3 separate regions of the Rattus norvegicus genome follow, and all the other regions are linked to region 3. The links are chromatin contacts, called in public Hi-C maps. All regions are on one chromosome and are shown on one strand. The core of a region is the stretch at or near the end of the contact, and the rest is flanking DNA. Distances in the headings are between cores, read along the strand shown.

Evidence for each region. A called contact is a pair of places that touch in the nucleus more often than the background predicts.
Region 1: a contact with region 3 is called in a Hi-C map of mammary epithelial cells, with 2.3 times the contacts expected there. The contact joins the promoter of Supt16h here to the promoter of Ndrg2 in region 3. A contact is called at or near these places in 2 of 12 Hi-C or Micro-C datasets (frontal cortex and mammary epithelial cells).
Region 2: a contact with region 3 is called in a Hi-C map of liver, with 4 times the contacts expected there. The contact joins the promoter of Rnase4 here to the promoter of Ndrg2 in region 3. A contact is called at or near these places in 2 of 12 Hi-C or Micro-C datasets (kidney and liver).

What each region holds. Positions count from the first base shown.
Region 1 is chr15:27,376,561-27,381,035 of GRCr8, forward strand. It overlaps Supt16h (SPT16 homolog, facilitates chromatin remodeling subunit), which reads right to left and starts at 1,754. Exons shown (of 26, transcript NM_001107261.1): 1 at 1,625-1,754. The coding sequence starts at 1,690. It overlaps Chd8 (chromodomain helicase DNA binding protein 8), which reads right to left. Exons shown (of 37, transcript NM_001347661.1): 37 at 2,725-3,727. The coding sequence ends at 3,164.
Region 2 is chr15:26,782,944-26,787,555 of GRCr8, forward strand. It overlaps Rnase4 (ribonuclease A family member 4), which reads left to right and starts at 3,344. Exons shown (of 2, transcript NM_020082.2): 1 at 3,344-3,391. Trnap-ugg6 (transfer RNA proline (anticodon UGG) 6) reads left to right here and starts at 2,860; the gene lies at 2,860-2,931. Trnat-ugu4 (transfer RNA threonine (anticodon UGU) 4) reads left to right here and starts at 892; the gene lies at 892-964. Trnay-gua4 (transfer RNA tyrosine (anticodon GUA) 4) reads left to right here and starts at 1,771; the gene lies at 1,771-1,859. It also overlaps a transcript of Ang not described here.
Region 3 is chr15:27,080,371-27,085,043 of GRCr8, forward strand. Ndrg2 (NDRG family member 2) reads right to left here and starts at 2,750. Exons shown (of 16, transcript NM_001270862.1): 1 at 2,683-2,750; 2 at 284-364. The coding sequence starts at 358.

The DNA of each region.
Region 1 (4,475 bases), core at 504-3,003, 300 kb after region 3:
GAATACACCAATAGTGTATTTTTTAAGGGCCTAGAAAGATGCTCAGTGGTTAAGGTCACTGGTTGTCCTTCCAGAAGACTAGGATTCATATGGACCCAAACATCAACTAATAACCTTCTGAAACTTCGGTTCTAGGGTATCCGATGCCCTCTTCTGGCCTTCTCCGGCAACGCATGCAAGGTATACATACATGAATGCAAACTACCCATAAGCATAAAAAAAAAAAAAAAAAAAGCTTTAAAAACAGTGCATTATTTCAGGGTTGATTGTGGAAACGAGAGCTTTTGATTATCAACATTACATATATCATAATATAATGACTATTAATAAATATCCCTAGATTGCAGATATAGCTTACTGGTAAAGCACTAGGTGGTAGGACCAATTCTCAGGACCAAAAACTTATTTTGGATCAAATATCATTTTGTGATAGAGACCATTAAGTCGCACTGAGTGCTCTTCCAGAGGTCCCGAGTTCAAATTCCAACAAGCACATGGTGGGTGGCTCACAACCAACCATCTGTAATGAGATCTGATGCCCTCTTCTGGTGTGTCCGAAGACAGCTGCAAGTGTACTTATGTATAATAAATAAGTAAATCTTCAAAAAAGTTAGCTAATAAAGTGAAAAAAAAAAAAAAGCCAGCGTTTATCTAGTATGGCTTTTAGTAAAATGTGGCAGAGAACATATTTCCAGCATGCAATGCATCCTGCTTAAAAGATACACAGGCTTTTTTTTCTGATGAGGCAGGTAAACAACCGACTTCAGTAAAGGTTCAATTTTATTTACTAAGCCACGAGCTGATTGATACAGTCTCACTTTGAAGCACAGGCTGGCATGAAACTAGTCATTTTCCTGCCTCAGCCTCAGAAATCATGGGATTATAGGCAGGAGCCAAGAATGGAGAGGATCAATCGGTAAGATAGGTTACAACGCTGAAACCAGAGTTGGTTATTTTTTCAGAACGTTTTCGGGTTTCTTTTTTAGCAGTTATATTTTCCCTCGCTCACAAGGTCCAGAGCCCAGACCTATGATAGACTGTTTCAGACAGTATCACAGTATGAAATTAATCAAACATTTGAGAAGTTAACTAGCAAAAAAGTAAGTTTTAAATTATGAGCGATTATAAAACAGGGAAACTGTCCAATCTTTGGAGAAGCCCTGGAACTTCCACAACGATTTCCTCAACACGTGCCCCCGGTATGATGCCGACATGGGAAACCAGGTCTGAGGCGTCCTATCAATTTAATTCTTATGAGAGCCCGCAGGTTTCCAGCGCTGGGTCTATTACCCACGCAGGGCCTAACGTGAAGCAGCGGAGCGCGGGAGCAGCATTTCTCAACTCCAGCAGAGGCCCGCAAGCGGAGAGCGCCAAGAGCTCCGGGCACAGCTTTCGCGCCCCTTTCCCGCAAACGGTAATTCTGGCGGGACCTGGGTGGGCCGGTGTGGCGGCGGGACAGGCTAGGCGCGTGCGGACCCCGCAGGCGCTGTGCGGCGAGCGGGACTCCCGCTGCCGGAGCAGGCGGGAGCGCGGCGGAGCCGGAGATTTCTGGCTGAGGGGAAAAGGGCGCCGGGAAGCAGGCTATTATGGGATGTGAGGCTCCCGGGGGCGCCGGGCTCCTTACCCGCCAGTTACTGTACAGTCTCTTAACTCGCCGGTAGTACGCGTCTTTGTCCAGAGTCACAGCCATAGCCCTGGACGCCGCTTTCCGTCGGGCTCCGAGAATCACGCGAGGTCCCAGCTCCGCCACCCGCGCTCGGCCCGGAATCCCGCACTCTCTGTGACCCGGAAGTACCGACCGCTCGGTATCCCCTTCCGCTTCCGGGTCCCTATAGCGTCGAAGATTTTAAAAAGCAAAAAAACCCAAACAAAAAAAAACCCACCACCCAGCTCGCTCTGTAGGGTAGTAGGGGAAAGGCAACAGAGAAGGACGCAAAAGTGGAGAAATCAACAGAATACTGTTGCAGAGCTGGTTCGCGGGATCTGGAACCTCTCTCCGCCGCCAGAGGCTACCGTCACGTGACCCGCCCACTTTTCGAGCTCGGGGCGCTCTAAGCCGCGGGCAGAGGTGGGAGGGGAGCAGAAAGAGCGGGACCCGCGAGCAACCAAGCGCTGAGGAGTGAGTCCTCTGCCCCAGGGCAGGGCCTTGAACGCCAAGGGGAAGGCACTTTTAACCAAACTCTGCATCCCAAGAGAACGGAGCCCACCTTTGCAAATAAGCTGCGGGGAAGGCAGAAGCAGAGTAGGAAGATAAATGTTCAGGTTTCCTTTAAGAGATGTGCTGGTAGGGTGGAAGGAAACAAATAGCTTGGAGTGGCTCCTAAACTTTGTAGTTCTTCCCAGCCCCCTGGGGACCCAAGTCATGAAGGCACCTTTTTTTGTCAGCGGGTACTTTGCTGTATTTCATAAAAAGCAACATTGTCCTCTGGTTTTCCCCAAGAGAATGGTCATCTTGGTTAATTGAGAAAAATATATATGGTCCTTGAAATTCATCCTCGTCTAAGAATGTGGAGCACAACTCAATATATTTCACCTCTTTATCTTGTATCATTTCCCTGGCTTAAGCAAACTGGACAATCCACGGTTGATTATATATGCCTTTAGAGGGGTACAAGTGACTTTTCTATTCGTGGTAACAGTATTGAATACAGAATGATGTTTACACTATTACCCCAAAAAAATTAGTATTTATATTGTTTGAGGAAACAGAACATAGGAAGAATGGAAAAGGATTAACTTAAATTTATTAATGCCAAGGGGAAGGAAGGTAACAGTCCCTGACCCTCCAGCTGTATCCACAGTTTGGCCAGGAACAGGCTCTGCCAGAGGCTAGGGCCAGCGCTACATAGTCTGTGGTTAATGGAGGTGTCTGGGGAGGGGTGAGCACACCAGCTGCTCTAAGCTCCTTTGCTCCCCCAGAAACGAGGAAGTGGTCATTTATTATTTTTTAGGAGTTCCCCTGCCCACCCAATCCTCTCAAAACTGGGAGCAATCGGGTACGAGTTTTTTGTTTTTTTTTTTTTCCTTTTTTTTTTCTTTTCCTTTTCACCTCCTGAAGTCTTGGGTTTCCCCATATTGTTCCCTGCCCCTCCCACATTTCCAAAGTCCAAGGGCCAGAGTAAGGGATTCCAGCAGCCACCCAGCACGGGTCTATATTAGGGCTTCAGTCGTCAGCATCATCACTGGAGTCTGAGTTGGCTGGCATCATAGGGTCATCAATGAGTGAGAAGTCCCTTTCTGAGCTATCATAGCCCTGAGATAAATCATCATCATCTTCATCCTCCTCTTCATCATCGTCCTCATGCTGCAGTGTTGGTAACCGCAAGGCAGTACCAGAGGTGGTAGTAGCTGGTGAAGAAGGGTAGCCAGTGGTTCTCAAGCCTGGATGGTGATGGTGGTGATGGTGGGGGTGGGGGTGGTGGTGGTGATGATGAAGCATGGTGCTGGAGTCTACATGAGGGGGTGCTGCTGCACCACCCATCACAAACGGCATGAAAGGCAGAGATGCAGAAGTGGCACTGCTGTGACCCAGAGACGACACAGACTGTAGGTTACTACTGCTGTGTTGAAAGGTGTTATGCAGAGATAGGGACCCAGTGCTTCCACCCTGCATCAGGGCCATCATCTTAGAAAGGTCTGGTCTTGTCCTGCGGACCCGTTTCTTGCTGTTTTCTGGTGCAATAGGCCCTGGCAAAACCCGGTTGAACGCAGTTTCAGCATAGTGACCCTGTGAGGTAGAAACAAAAGAAGACAGTAAAAAGATGGAGGTTTGGGAGGGAGAAAAGGGGAAAAAAGGACCTGACCCAGAAACCACATGTGTCCTAGCTTGGAAATGACTGCCCAATAATCAGATTTGGCTTTTTGACTGGTGTTAATGGAGGTATCATTGATGCTGAAATCAATAATTTGATATTGATAGCCATGCGAACTGTAAGGTTTTTCCCCTGCTTCATATGACATACTTTTCTGCAACTTTTTCACAAATGTCTTCTCCTTTGCTAGTAAGGGACCTGAGTAAGACAGTGAATGAATCAGTACATGAGTGTAGGCTGAGAGCAGGTTGTTGGCATGATCTTATGTGACTGCAGCACAACTACATAAGACATTTACATTTATCTTTATTATTACTTAGGAGCAGGGTGGGTTTAGGATATCCAAGAAGATTATGGGAAACTTCTTACCAAATTTAATACAAATTTTCCTCATCGATTAAAAACATTATCTTTTGGGTGTGGTGGCTCATGCTTCAGGCCTTTAGAGGGTAAGGCAGTGTAACTGCCAAGAGTTCAAAGATAACTTGGGATACAGCTTTTTCTTTTTTTCCCTTGCCTTTTTCTTTTTGTTTTGTTTTGTTTTCTTCAAAACAGGGTAGACCAGGTGGACCTCAAAGTCACGGAGAACCTGCCAATGCCCGCCTGAGTGCTGGGATTAAAGGTGTATGCCCCACTGCGCACAACTACAGTTGTTTCTAAGCC
Region 2 (4,612 bases), core at 2,094-4,593, 300 kb before region 3:
GGTTTCATAAAATTGAAAAAAATCTCTCCCCACAAACTTATGAACCATGACTTCAGATCAAAGATTCCAACTCCAGCTTGGAGAGTTGGCTTGGTATTTAAGGGCACTTATTTTTCTTATCAGAGAGCGTCTTCCCAACAACTTACAATAACTAAGAAATTCTGGCTCCCTCTTTTGCCTGCCACGGACACCAGGCACTCTCGTGGTACACAAAATATAAGTAAAACAAACAAACAAACAAATCCCCCAAAATAAACAAACAGAAAACCAAAACAAAACAAAAAAACTCGAGGAAATAATAGTCAGCGAAATACATTGATTTAAAAAAAACAAAAAAACAAAAAAACAAAACTGAATCCCTGTCTAGTTTCTAGTGTGGGACCTAACACAGAAATGCAATTCGGAGAATTCGGAGTGAAGGGATGCATTAAATGGAGATTTGGGAATTGCTTGTTCTGACTCTGAGAGGAAGGTAAGAGGCGTGTGGCAGGAGCCTGGAGTCGAGGACAAAAACCAAGTGTGAGAGCGTCAGTTTTCGTCCAGCCTGTGGCAGGCTTTTTCCCCTGCGCTGGATTTCTGTTCCGGATTTCACTGTCCGAAGGACGTGCGGGGGAGGGGAGGACTCCGTGGTGGTGGTGGTGGTGGTGGTGGTGGTGGTGGTGGTGGTGGTGGTGGTGGTGGTGGTGGTGGTGGTGGTGAGGGGGCGGTCATATTTCTCCTTACCAGAATCCACCACTATGCCATTCCCAGCAAGCCCAGACTGAATTCCAACACTGAAATGGAATGGACTAAAATACAGTCTGATTTTGCTTTCTTTCTGTCCCACAGGCAGGAGTCCAAAGAACCAGCACTGTATCCTTTTCTAAGAAAAAGAGAAAGGACGGTTCGTGTGGCCCTATAGCTCAGGGGTTAGAGCACTGGTCTTGTAAACCAGGGGTCGCGAGTTCAAATCTCGCTGGGGCCTAAGTCAACGTAGACTTTTGAGCTCCGGATTTCCTAGCCCAAAGCTCTCTGTCGCCAAGTTATTCAAGCAAGACGCGATAAAATTTTACTCTCGCTGCGGAGCTCGAGTGCAGGTCCGCACTCTGCGCTCTAACAAAGTCTCCGACAGCCTGCTGAGCGCACCGCGCTAAGATTGGACGCAGGAGAAGGTTGACCTCCCTGCAAGAGCTAGGCCGGAGGGAAAGGGGGAGGACTGGCAACCGCGTGCTGTACCGGGAGGCTAAGTCCGCACACAGGCCTCCATACTTCACTGTCTCGCGCAGGAAATAGAGTACCGCAGTTGACGTGAGACCTTGGTCACTAAACCAGGGAATGAACTCAAAGAGGCCGTGGTTATGACTTTCTGTAAGAGGAATGGCCTTTCTCTCAGAAGAGCTTCTTTATCGTTAGGTGCTGAGGCTAAACCTGGGATCTCAGGCTAACCACGCTACCGCCAAGCCACGCCTCCAGTCCCTGGGTTTCCTAGCTGTGGCGGCATCAATCCATGCCATCCCGCAGAGTGGGTTTGTAGAGTGTCGCGCGGACTGGGTGCAGAGCGCTCGTTCTCGGATCTCGGCTGCTCGCTTCACCGCCTGCACGCACGCACTCGGAGGCGGGCGTCCTCAGAGCTCTGACTTCGTCCGGAGGGCCGGACCGCGACCCCGGCAGGGCGTCTGTAGCTTCTCGCTCAAGGCACCCACCAGTCACGCACTGCCATCCGCCGGGCCTAGGCCGCGGTGGTTACCTACCTACTGAATACCACTTTCTGAAGGAGGATCCCCGTGCTTCCCTTCGATAGCTCAGCTGGTAGAGCGGAGGACTGTAGCAGGTTCATTACAGCCATCCTTAGGTCGCTGGTTCGATTCCGGCTCGAAGGAGTAGCCTGTATTTTGGGCTATTTCCTGAGATAAACTCCGGTCCTTTGTTCAACGTGCCACTATTGATCGTCCTAACTTATCAACAATCTCTCCTCTCTGGAAATGGTCAAAACGCGCAATCACTATCTACCTGTAATCAAACAGTTACGAAAAAGAAAATGAATCTTGGAGTTTGGTTTCTCTGGCTCTCTCGTTGTTTACTTTTAGTTTTCGAGTCTACTGTGCTGCCCATTGTCCGAAGTCCAGACATCAAAGACCGCAAGGTACAGAACCTTGTGGACATGTTTGTGTACCCGTTTTTAGCGCTCTGATGACCCGCAGGACCCTGATTTGCCGAACAAAACCTCTAACTGACCCCGGCGATTGCCCCACTAACTGGCAAAGAGACACTTTACTCGTTTAGGTATTTCATGCAGCATTTGACCTGTGTTGGAGACGAGGCTGGAAGAGTGTAGAGTCCAGGTCGGATGGAATACTTTGTAAACAAAGGGAGTGAGGTTGAAAACGCAGTTCTGATTCAGGAAAACCGCGAAGGTCTACAGAATCACAAGACAAGAGCAAACTTATCGGCCGCCAGTCTAACTGGCTACCCGCAGCCTCCTCCTGCCCTCAGTATTTTGTTGTCCCGCCTGCCTGTAAGATTTTTGTGCCCGCAAGTACCCTGCAGCTGGGCTCCACCCGGAGATCGCAGCGCTAAGCCGGCTCGCTCCGGGCTCCTTCTGGAATAAGTGATCAGGCAGGCCTGTGACTTGAAATCTGAAAAGCTGCCTCTTCTGATCCCATTCTGAGCCTTGAGTTGTCCCGGACGTGGATAGAGAATAAAAAGGGATAGGTCCGGAATTAATGGGTGGGACTTGACAAAGTTAGGGTGGAAATTAAATAATACGAAAGAAGTTTCCTCTGTGAGAGACGAAAAGAGAAAAGAAACCGCTGAAGCCTCTAGACAGCCTATGTCAAAACATGCTAGACTGACGAGCACGAAAGAGCAGAACTGTGCTATGGCTCGTTGGTCTAGGGGTATGATTCTCGCTTTGGGTGCGAGAGGTCCCGGGTTCAAATCCCGGACGAGCCCTGCACTTTTTGCCTCGTCCTTGGATAACTCCTGGACAAAAGTTCACGACAAACTTTCTCGTGCCAGTAGCACCAAATTCCCAGGTTCCAGCGTCCCCTTGGCAGGCTTGGTGTTTCTGCCGCGGATGCTTCTCTTGGAGGTCCTCGAGACATCTACCAGTCCAATTTCTGTGCAAAAACCCACATTGTCTGCTTGGTGGTTGGGGTTAAACTGTCTTGCCGGCCAGCCCAACGGGGAGGAGCGTCCTTGGAAGAAATGGGGTGCGGTCCCAGCCACTGAGGCTGGACCGCCCACCCTCCACTCCTCTGCACCCCGCCCCAATCTGTTTGCGTGGCCAGGCAACGGCGACCTCACCCAAATCGGCGACGAGATTGCAAAGGAAACCTCATTTCTTCTATTCGCCATCCCATCAGGAAAAAGGAGTGAGAAACAAAGCCGTCATCTCCAGTTCCGCGTCCAGGTGGGTTTCTACGCCTGTCCCTCCAGGGTTTAGCTATGGAAGTCCTACTAAGGACAGTTGTGGGGCTCCTGGGAGAGGACTTCTCAACTTCTCCGGTCTAATTACAGAGCTGAGGTGTGGTGGGGATCAATTCGGTTCTCACAGGTTTCCACAGTTCACTTTCCGCATCTTGCCAGAGTCCAGCGTGGATGGTCATTGTGTAGAACCCAGGCTCTAGGGGATCGCAGAATCTGCGAAGGGAGGAATTCCAAGCAGCCCTCGTTCGCTCAGACAGGGAAAATTTTGAGGGTTCCTAGGTCGACATCAGATTTGTGATGCAAGTCTGTCAAGGTTGTGCAAGCAGAAGTGGTGTTTTCGTTTTCCATTGCCTGTCTCCCTCCCTTAACTTATCTTTAACTGTGTTGTGAAACTTTTGGAGACGCGTCAGCAGCATCCTCTATGCCTTCTTCCTGGGTAGTTGGGATTGAAACAGCACATGCCAGTGCAGTGATGGAGCGCCTCTGTTTCAGAAGGAGGATAGAAACCTTGTGCTTATATTGGGACATCTCCAGTGGGCCAGGTTCTTCCGTCTGTGATAGTAGAAATCTTATAGCCAGTTCATACATGCAATCGTTAGAAACCTCAGTTAGCACACCGGTCTGAAAAGCCTCTGGCAAACTCCGAAAAGCAGCCTCAGCTATTCAAAGAGCAAGCACCACCCAGCTCTGAGTTAGTCAGGGCTGCCAGTCGCAGCGGCTTAAACCCAAGAAACAATATGATGATAAAAGGGAGAAATCAGATGTCTGGGAGATTTATGGAAATAATCGGTGTTAAGTAATTAGTCAGTACTACTTTAAACATGAGTTTTGACTTTTCTAGAAATCATTCCGATGGGATAAAAAAGTTGGGTTGTACACTGGAAATCTTCCGGTCACAGAAACGCCAAATGCTCATCGGTCAAGTAACGTCCCTTTCTTTGTTCTTCAACTCCCTCTTCCTTAAAACGAAGGTGGAGAGATCGTCTCATTTTGATCACATGGGGTGGTGGGACCTTAGTAATGTGGTTTAGATAATGTGGAATCGAAGCTTAGGTTAACAGGGGGTGATTAGAAAAAGTGAACCAGCCACAGTCCCAGACCTCGGAGAGCCATCAGTTCAACCATGGCTCAGCTTGTAGGGGTACATGAGCTTCCCTCTCACCCTCGCTCTTTCTGCACCCCACAAAAGGCTGTGGAGTTGTCC
Region 3 (4,673 bases), core at 1,500-3,999:
ACCGATGGAGAGATGGACACAAAGAGGTAAAGAGAGACCAACAGACACCAAATACAGAGAGAGCGACAAAAAACAAGACAGGAGAGGGTGAAGGTTAGTGTAGTGACGAGACGAGGTTTGGTGGGCTCCCTTTTACAGTGTCTAGGATGAAAGATGGGAGGAGATGGGTAAAGGAGGGGTGTGCATTAGAATGAGTGCTGTGGGCCTGGGGAGTCGGGGAGCAGGGGGGGGGATCTTTCAGAGCATGGGCTTAAGGCAGGGAAGTCAGAGAGTCTCTACAAACCTTGGCAGCCTCAGGCGTCTGTCCTGGCAACAGTGGCTTCTCCTCAGTGATCTGCACCTCCTGAAGCTCTGCCATGGTGGCCTGGAAGGATAAGAAAACTGTAAACCAGCCAGGCGGTTACGGAGCACACCAGGCAGTGGGCACACACCTCTGTTCCTAGCACTCGGGAGGCAGAGGCAGGCAGATCTCTGAGTTAGAGGCCAGCCTGGTCTACAGAGAGAGACCTAGGGCAGCCAGGGCTACACAGAGAAACCCTGTCCCTAAAACCGATACAAAACATTAAGTCCGGGGGTGGGGGCTGGGGGTGGGGGTTGGGGGTGTACTCTCTGCCCAGGGTAATGCAAGGTGCAGAAGGACCCCAGCACTGAAAACTCCAAGACACACAAATGGCTTTTCTGGCTCCCCTACTCCACTTCCAGGGTAATAACAAACAGGAGAGCACATCTCTTCAGACCGGCAGTCCCATGGCTGCCCCTCAACCCCAACACTCGAACCTCAGGATGCTCCTCTCTCTCCAATCCTGGAGGAAGACGCCAGGGTGGAGAAGCAATGTGGCTCCAGTTTCTTAAGCTATATTTAGGGGTCACCCCACACTCCCTGTTGTAGCGCACTGGCTGGGTGCACAGGGTTAGGGTTGTAAGAGTTCACTATTCACTGTGACCTTCAACTATACCCCCAATGTCAGCATCTTGACTGAGGCAATGACCATTTCAAGTACTCAACAGAGGGACCTAGATATCCAATCCGACCAACGTCTCCCTCTCTCTGGCGACTCAAGACTCTCTCTCTCCCAAGTACACAAATGAGCGTACATCAACACTGGTAGGTCTAGAGAGCAGCAGAGCCCCCTTGCGCAGACTTGGGAAAAAAGGGTGGGGCGCCAGTAGCATAGGGTGGGTGGGGTCAATTTACTGAGTTCTTATTGGCTGGATACAGTGAGCAAGGAGGTCAGGGTTCTTAGTCCTGACTCTGGGGTCTGAGAAAACACAGGAACAAGGTGAATGACATGGGAGACAGACTTGGGTCTTTTAGGGACATACAGCCACAGCCAAGACCCAGAATTCCAGGGTCACTAACCCTTCCTAATCTCTCCTGAGTCCAGAGAACGCGCCCTCTCTAGGTTCCAATCAATACAAGCCGCAGGGGCCTGCGGGGCAACACAAGCAAGTCCAGGCTGGGTAGGGTATGAAGCGAAAGGAGAGCTGACAAGGCGATAGAGCATGACTGTGTCAAAACCTCTGGTCCTACCCTACTGCCACCACTATGTGACCTTGTCCGGTTAGTTAGTACTCAGTTTTGACAGTTCTCAGTTGATATGTAGGTATTACAGCATGACCTTTTCCTCACCATTTAAAAACAAACAAGCTTCACGCCTTCATCTCTCCGGTCCACCCAGTCTATTTGCATGTCGGGTGGAGAAAGAGGAGGGAGAATAGGGTGGTCCCGTAACCTCCGCACTTTCCCGGACTGCCAGCCAGCTGGTGCCAGTCGGAAAAGGATGGGTAGGGCTTGACTGGCTGCTCCCAGAACACGAAACCTGACCCTATGAGTCCCTAGCTGTCGGTCCTCATCCGGACCAACACCCTCTCACGGCGGACACGTAGTGCCCAGGACATCATCTCAAGAGACTCCCAAACACGCCCTGCATTTTGCAGCGCCTCTGCCTTTGTGCCCAGCAGCAGAGAGCCTCGCTTAGCCAGCTCCTTCCCCAGGACTGCAGCCCGGGGACCAGAACCACGATGCCCACTCTCCTGGCCCGCGCTCTCCCGACCCAGGGGCGCGCTTGCCCCTCCCCCTACCTGCTGCAGCCGCCGCGGTCGCTGCCACCTTCACTTGCCTTTGACTTAGGTCCGCCCTAGTTCAGGCTCCCCACAGACCCGCCCAGGGCCCGCCCCCGGGCCATCTCCCTGCAGATCCGCCCCGACCCCCCATAAACACGCCTCGTAACTCGCCCGGGCCACCGGGGGAGGGGCGAGAGGGTGCGGCTAGGGAGCACACAGAGGTGATGCTTGTAGGCTCCCCGAGTGCTCCCCACAACCCCGAGCCGCGTGAAATGGGGTGTGCTTGGGGACCCCTTAAGCCTCCAAATGATCCCCACGCCCACCTCAACGGCGCCCCCTACTGTGACCTGGCTCTGCCAGGCTCATTTTTGGCTCTCTTCCTAGCCCCCCAGATTGAGTGGCAGCGACGGATAGAGTGGGGAAGCCAACCCAAGGTGCCCACGTCCCACGATTTCAGCTACGCCCGCCCGGAAGCAGAGAGCTAGGTCAAGGAAGAGGGAGGTGGGCGAGGGCCACAGCTCAGACCGGGTTTCGGGGCAGGTAGGGGTAGTGGTGCCAGCGTGTCTGGGGACGGGGCGTCGAGGGCGCAGGAATTCCGAACAATTGGGGTGCTGGTACCTCCTCAGCCGAGTCCTGCCGCTTGCTCTCCCGCTGCTCCGTGAGAAGTTGGACAACAAGCAGGGGGTTGGGGGGGGCGGGAAATGCTGGGGGCCGCTATAAATAGAGGATGAACGAAGGAGGGGAAAGATGATGGCCAACAGCGACTCCCGGGTCAAGGCCCCAACGAGGGGGGCGGGTAGAGGAGGGGCTGGGGACCCCCCAAGGGCTCCGACTCCTGTGTAAACAGGCGCGGAGGCGGAGCTAACTCTGCAAGGGTGGAGTAAAGGGTTTGAGGAGGACTCGATGTCCTGGGCTGAGACCCAAGAGACCCTGTGGCTGAGGCGCTAACCCCTCCTAGTCCAACCCCGAAAAGGAGGGCGAGATCAGCTCTGAAAAGCTGAGTGGTAGTGCCCTGTTGCAGAGCTCCTGAGCTGCTGTCTCCTGGGCCCGACCCGCGGTGCCTGGGTGGGTTTACTCTCCTATCCTAGACTTCTACAAGATTCACATCTGAGACACGTCCTGAGCTCTTTAAGGGCTTGCTGAAGTGGAATGGTTGATGGGCTACGGGGATTGAAAGTTGTGTTGAGCAACCAGATTGTATTTCCCCACATGCCCTCGTTCTCGCACCCTGCTCCCAGAGTCAACCCTGCCCCATCCCCCTTCAGCCTAGTTCCAGACTTGCCATTTAGGGGGCTGGGCGCCAGGCCAGTTGAAAACAATGTCCAATGGAACCGGAGCTGCCAACTGCAACACCAGAGCAGACTGCTCCCCCCAAGACCCCCAGATTGCCCTCCCCCCTGCCTGGGAACTACCCTCACCACCCACAACCCCCCTCCCCAAGGAACATCAATGCTCCTTTCATCCCCACTTGGCAGGTCTGTTGGAAAGGAGGAGAGGCCAAGAGGGAGGAGGAGGAGACCTGGGTAGGCTCAGACCCAGCTTAAAAAAAAAAAAAAAACAAAAAACAAAAAACCACCCTAGACCTAAAGAGCTTCCTATATCCCCGAAACAGAGCCCCAAGTTTTCCTCTGTTGTTTTCTCCTACTCCCTTCATAAGAATTGCCCTAGAAACTGGCACAGAAACCTGGCATTCTAGCTTCCTGCCTAGCCCCTGGGTACACAGGTTTAACGCTCTCCTAGACAAGAAGTTTGCTGGAATTAAGAGAAGAGCTACAGATGGGTAAGATAAGAGAGCTCTCCACAGCCCCCGTGACTTGGAGAAAGCCAGGGAACCTGGACTGAGCACTTCAGCCTGCCGGCTTCTTTCACGTGTCTAAAGTAGCCGTACTTGGAGAGGGGGAGGGAGAGACTGGAAGGTTCCAGCATCTAAATCTGTCTCTGGGTCAGGATGACTCAGGGGGAACCTGATAAGGGGGCAGACACAGGGGCTTGGGGAGGGCAGGAGGTGGGAAATTTCCACTGAGATCTCCTTACTTCCTAGACCTACGGGGTCTCTAAGAAGCTCCTGAGGACACACACACACACACACACACACACAAGCACACGCACACGCACACACACGCGCACGCGCGCACAAAACTGGTTCTGCCTCATTGTTCTTTACTGTCCTGACAGGTTCAAGGCCGACCTGAGTACAATTGACCCAACATGGACAGTATCTAACCTTTCTCTGGGTCAAAAGCAGTTTCAAACTGTGCTTTTGGCTAAGTGACAGTTTCAAGCATATTCAGCGTACAAACCACCGGATAGATGAAATTCAAAGAAGTGATACGGTTTTGGTCAGTTTCGTGATCCAGTGATTAAAGAAGCGTATAAATACAGAAAAGGCTAGGGAAATTAATCAATAAGATCAATGTATAGAGGACAAGTCTTGTAGCAGTCCCCACCGGTCTCCGGTGGGAAAGAAGGGATTTTCATTTTCCCCCAGAATGATTTTAATAACCCCTGATGAAGAAAGCACAAATTGGAAATTCAGAAATACCTAAAAGTAGTTTTTACAATACCCTAGCCATCATATATGCATTTGCAAAGCGTATTATTTAGTGTTC